Linked DNA regions of Zea mays: region 2 is linked to region 1. A link is a contact called in public Hi-C data. All regions are on one chromosome and are shown on one strand. Each heading gives the region's core, a stretch centred on a gene start, on an enhancer-like site or on the middle of the called end of the contact. The rest is flanking DNA. Distances are from core to core; before and after follow the strand shown.

Evidence for each region. Hi-C and Micro-C count contacts between places; a contact is called where the count stands out from the background.
Region 2: a Hi-C map of leaf shows a contact between it and region 1, with 4 times the contacts expected there. The contact joins the enhancer-like site here to the promoter of LOC100280399 in region 1. A contact is called at or near these places in 3 of 25 Hi-C or Micro-C datasets (ear, leaf and tassel).

What each region holds. Positions count from the first base shown.
Region 1 is chr3:120,295,804-120,298,840 of Zm-B73-REFERENCE-NAM-5.0, forward strand. It overlaps LOC100280399, which reads left to right and starts at 1,389. Exons shown (of 1, transcript NM_001153322.2): 1 at 1,389-2,186. The coding sequence starts at 1,472. The coding sequence ends at 1,981.
Region 2 is chr3:120,449,085-120,452,121 of Zm-B73-REFERENCE-NAM-5.0, forward strand. No RefSeq gene overlaps it. Among protein-coding and RNA genes, the nearest start is that of LOC111347723, 39 kb to the right of the region's middle. Within about 2 kb of position 1,572, at least 14 of the 20 cell types and tissues checked have an H3K27ac peak or open chromatin away from gene starts, as enhancers often do. A contact at or near this core is called in ear, leaf and tassel, where this site is marked.

The DNA of each region.
Region 1 (3,037 bases), core at 139-2,638:
TCGCCCCCACACCGTCGATGCCCTCCAAGCAGCCTTCCCTGCACGCCATGGACGAAGCCGCCTCCGCCTCCGCTGCCGCCGTGCGCCTCCGCGCCTCCACCCCGCGCTCCAAGAAACGCACCTCCTGCTCCAAGTCCCGCGGCCGCTCCCAGGATCGTCGCCGCTCCCCGAACCCTAACCCTAGCTCCCGTCGCGAGCGCGCCGCGGACCACGGCTCCGCCGCGCCCTCGCGCAAGAGCGACCGCAAGCCGAACCGCTCCTTCCCGGATTCTGCCACGCTCGCCACGGCCATGGCCTCGGTCGCCGCCGCCTCGGCGCCGTCCAGAAGCTCTGGAGCGAGGTCAATGAGGTCGCGCTGCTCACGGGCGCTGACGCCTTCAAGGATCGCACTGGCATCGCGCCGCGCCTTCAAGGACCTCTGGGCATGGGCGGCGGCGGTTGGACGAGGGTCGAGCGGGGGAGGAGGGGGTTGCGATGGACGATTGGGCGATGGACGAGTGGTTGGCGGATTCAGCCTTGGGAGGGGGATGGTCGAGCGGGCGGTGGACCTCGAATCGAGCGGCGGGATTTGTGATGAACGATGGTGGAGGATGGACTGACGGTGTAGATTAGCGAACGACAGACTACTGTTACTGTCTTAATAAGTAGTATAGATTATAATTTAGTTATTTTTTTACCAAATTTGAGCTGCAGGTCGTATTCATTTTTTGTGAAAAAGGAAAAATCAAAGTCATAATTAAAATATATTATATGCTAAATAATATTATAGTAAAAATTAATAATAATTATAGGTTTTAATAAGATGACCCAGTCAAAATTCGTGTTAAGAAGTCAAACAAATTATAAATCGTTAAGAAGTCAAATAAATTATAAATCGAAACATAGCGAGTAAAAATTATGATGTAACGATAGATAAAGTCCGGAAAGTTTGGAACCCGTCATCCAAGTGAATTTGATTAAACGACACGAACTCGAGCTGACACATGAGGGCAAAAAGATAAGCGGGGTGGTCTTTCCGTTCTCCAGAAGCTAGTAGTACTTACTGGTGTATTTTCCCATTATATACCCACAGCATTTGGCACGAAAACACGGCCCGACCCGACCGTGTTGATCCATCTTCTCCAAACCCTTTTTTCTCCTCTTTTTGTGTTTGCTGTTGATTGAGTTTCTTTGGTCGCCATTTGTGATTTGATTCATGGTCTCTCCCTTTTCTCTTTTCGTGCACTTTCTTCCGTTGAACGCCATTTCGCTAGGCAGCAGATCTGCAGTTTGACTGAGTAAAAAGAGACGCTCTGTCCTGTATGGAAAAGTCAATGAGCATGCCAGCTCCTCCTGTCCCCTCCCACCTATAAAATCGCCCGCCCACCGCATCCCCTCCGCTGCACCAAAAACCCAAGCCTCCTCTGCCACACACACACCTCGCCAGCACCACAGCCATCGCCACAGTCACAGTCAGCGAGAGAGAGAGAGCATGGACCTGCTGAACCCCGAGCAGATCTCCGAGTTCCGGGAGGCGTTCGCGTTCTTCGACAAGGACGGCGACGGGTGCATCACGGTGGAGGAGCTGGCGACGGTGATGGGGTCGCTGCAGGGGCAGCGGCCCAGCGCGGAGGAGCTGCGCGAGATGATCCGCGACGCCGACGCCGACGGCAACGGCGCCATCGACTTCGCCGAGTTCCTGGGCCTCATGGCACGCAAGACCGCGGGGGGCGGCGCCGGCGGCGGCGCCGACCCCGACGAGGAGCTGCGCGAGGCGTTCAAGGTGTTCGACAAGGACCAGAACGGGTACATCTCCGCCACCGAGCTCCGCCACGTCATGATCAACCTCGGCGAGAAGCTCACGGACGAGGAGGTGGAGCAGATGATCCGCGAGGCCGACCTCGACGGCGACGGCCAGGTCAACTACGACGAGTTCGTCAGGATGATGATGCTCTCCGACGGCGCCGGCGCCGGCGCCGCAGCCACGGGCCACCACCAATGAACCCATCTCCACCTTTCATCAGCCTAGCGCTTCCCATCACGTCCCTTGCCGATGGAGTGGCGGATCACTCCATCCGTCTCTGCTTCCCTTTTCTTTTTCACCCCCTCAAAAAAAAAAAAAGATCAGCGTCCGTCTCTCTAATGTAACGTACGTAATGTAATGTAACTGATCAAATATTCAACAAGAAATTTAATTACCGAATGGACGGATGAATTCGTGCCATCGTACGTACCTACGTGAACCATCTACATTCAAAAATCAAAACTGCAGCGCTGAAATTTATTTGGGATTTTGGTTTGACCCACCCACCGACACACAGGTGGTGCCAGTTGGAGGAGGGCTTTATTTTATTTTGTGTCTACTCCCCCGGCGGCTCTCCTCAAGCATGACCTTCTCTCTCTCTCTTTACCATACTGATCCTAATCTTTAACCAAAATTAAGCAGTCCTGATTTTGTTCTGTGAAACGAAGGAAAGTGTTATTTACGAAAGATAATCTTTAACGCCCCATTTGGATTGAATTCCATTCTAATAATAATAATTTAATTTAGGCAAAGATCAATTAAGCTAATATGATTTTATATGAGAAATATTTGTATACTGTTATTAGTAATATGTTGGAGATATTTATGTGCTACATTTTTATTATAGAGGAGTGAGCTAAAGAACAATTTATAAGTTGCAACATAAAAACATATTATGTTAATACATAAAATCATTTTTCCCATACTTCACCACCCATGAAGTTGAAATAGGCTTATTTCTGAGTTTTAGAGAGTGATGAAATGTTAAATTCCAAGCGAAGCTACTTTATTGAGTAAATTCTAATTCGACTCAAATAATAGATCCAAATGCCTGGTAACTAAAAATATATAATAATTTAAATACTTTTAATCTTTAGAAAGAAAACTGATTTTATTTTAGTGACAAATAGATCGATTTCTTTTCTTCATTCCACGGAGCAAGCAGCAATCTTGAGGACTTTGACGACAAATTGTTACCCCGACTAGAGAGGCAGACATAAAGGTAGCAATGGGTACATAACCCGTATACTCGTT
Region 2 (3,037 bases), core at 322-2,821, 150 kb after region 1:
TAGCACGCGAGCAGCAAGCTATATAATATACTAGGCACGCGCGACGTGACGACGGCAACGCCCGCCCGCGCCGAGCTACACGGGATGAGCATGTCGCAGTTCGATGGCTATGGGTAACCCTACTACGCTAGCTACTGCTGCATATGCTGGCTGGCTGCAAGTACCGCACACAGACACAGACACAGGGATGCGATCGAGTAGGCACGCTAGCTAGCTTGCCAGCTTGTAGCTATCAGGAGGACCACACCATTGCCATGCCAATTGCCACATGTTCCATCAGATCATCATCGTCGTCCGAGAAATACAGAGAAGCAGTATAGTCGTTGCGAGCAAGGAACACTAGTACAAAAAGGCTCAAAACCTGCGGGGACGATATATTTTTACAGGCGGTTTCGGTTATCCACCGACTGTGTTATTTCTAGTGGCGGTTTCTTAAGAAAACCGCCACTAGAAATCGTATTTCTACTGGCGGTTCCTTAAGAAAACCGCCAGTAGAAATCCATGATTTGTAGTGGCGGTTTTCTTAAGGAACCGCCACTAGAAATCATTTTTATCCTTAATTTTTCGAGTTTTTCAAACGGCCTCGTATGACAAAACCACCAAAATAAAAGTTATAGATCTCTAAAAGTTATGAAACTTTGTAGTTGACAACTTTTTTGTTTGAACTCATTTCGGTTCTCAAAAATTGAATCTAAGTATGTCAAATTTAAAATTCAAATTTTGCAAACTACCTCGGATGAAAAAAGTGTCAAAATAAAAGTTGTAGAACTTCAAAAGTTATTTATCTTTGTAGTTGACAACTTTTTTATTTGAATTCGTTTAGGGTCTCAAATAAGCAATTTACACTCAAATGGTTGTAATATGTGGAGAAAACAACTACAAACTAGACACAAGACATGTCATAGACGGAGTGGTAGGGGAGAGTACACGCGAGGGTGAGGTCGACGGTTCGAATACTAACAACCGCGTAGCGCGCGAAAAATGCCGCAACTTGCGGGTGGGGTGGGCCTAATAAAAATAAATTTTTTAACTATTTTTAAAATATGTTTTATGTTTCCTGGAAACGATTTTCACTGGCGGTTTTATTACGCCGACCGCCAGTGAAAATCGATTTTCACTGGCGGTCCTCAGTTACCCGCCTGTAAAAATGATGATTTCTACTGGCCACTAGCACTGGCGGTTACGAAAAACGCCACTATAAATAGATTTACAACCGCCACTATAGAACTTCTCTGTACTAGTGGAATGCGAGAGACGACGACGACGGGCACGCACGGTGTCATGACTCAGGACGACGACCGATGCTGTTGTTGTTGGACGCAGGGGTTATTGCACCGGCGATCCACCACCGGCGGCAGCAGGTTCCAGATCCCACAAATGGCGCGGCGACCGAAGCACGCATGCATGCACTGTGGACGCTAGCCTCTGCTCCATGCATGCTTGCTCTTGCTGTGGGCTGGTATTTTTACTTGTACTCTACTGCACGTCGCCGTCGTCTGAAATCCTGGACGCGCGCGCGCGGCATGCAGAGCAATGCAACAGCGATGCCCGGGCCCGGCCGAAGCGTAGGCTGTCGCGCGCTCGCCTGCTGCTCTCTAGTCTCTACTCCTCGCTCGGAAGATGTGTGCGTTTGCATGGTGGACACGCAGCTTCAAATTTTGCTAGCTTCTCGTCCATAGGATAGGAGTAGCATCATTGTACGTACGTACACGCGCGTGCTCGTATAGAATTGAAGATACTACTAATATACATATGTATTTTTATATGGATATTTATATGGATGCATGCAATGCAAAAGTTTTCAGCTGCTAGCTGGCCAGCTAGGCGTTTTTTTCAAAAAAAAAAAAATTCCTTGTGGACTAGGCTCTCATGCTGTGGCCTAGCCTGCTCCATTTCCAGGAAGGGAGTCCTTGCCAGTTATGAACAGCTTGCTCTGCATACGCCTTGAACTTGATGTGACATTGTGACCTCACACCTCTCTAGGTAAGCTAGCTATTCTGCTGCAGGTCAAATATCGCAACTTGCTGGGCGGACGCAGCTCACAAATACGCCTTAAACGATGAGTCTATAGATTCGTACAATAAAATAGCGAAACTGGAGCAAATTAATTGGATGGTAGGGGCGCGTGGTGTTCATGCATTGTAACCTAGCTTAGGAATAGACTTTATTTTAAAACGGAAACAGCACGCGCTTTGACCACTCGTGTTATTAAAAAAATAATAAGTTATCATTTATTTTTTATTTGTTTTATTTAGTTTGTGTTTAACTTAAAATTTTATATTTTTGAATAAATAATTTAAATAAGATGAGTGGTTAAAGTTTTCGAAAAAATCAACGGTGTCATATATTTGTGAACGGAGGTAGTATATAAATAAAAAAAATATAGGCTGCACAGGCATTAGACTAGTCTGTAAGTAAAATAGAACTCAGCCCATTTAACTATATGATTTTGGTGTTTGTTGGTCAATATAACCTTGTATACTAATGTGTTTGGTAGTATTTATATTTATAGTTCACATGATACAAAGTGAACTTGAACTAAGGTAATGAGGAAGCAACATCTCAAAAGAAGACATTAGAAGAATCATGGAAGACTTACAAGTATCAAGAAAAAGTCCAAGACACAAAAGAAGAAAAAACCTTTTTCAAGAACATAAAATGAGGTTCAAAATAGTAAAAGAAGTTATTTCTTTTAGGGGAGGCCCTGCCTACCTGTCTGTGTTCAAGTCGCAAGTCACAGCATTTTTCATGTAAATTCGTGGCTACGTGGCCCGTGAAAATCGAACCCACAACCTCACCTCGTGCATAGCCCCCTCTAGCACTCCGACTATCACTTACATCGTGTCTATATTACTATCGGAGAAATGATGCTTGGTTCCTAGGACCCGCCAGTCAGATAGTGCACTAAGAAAAGGAGCCTGTAATCACTGGGGCCCATTAGTTAGTTAGTTAGGAGAGGCAGATACATCAACCCTAAAAGGATTAACTCCCGGTCCAACCCCACGACACCGAGCCCAGGGTCGGGCGTGGCGGAACC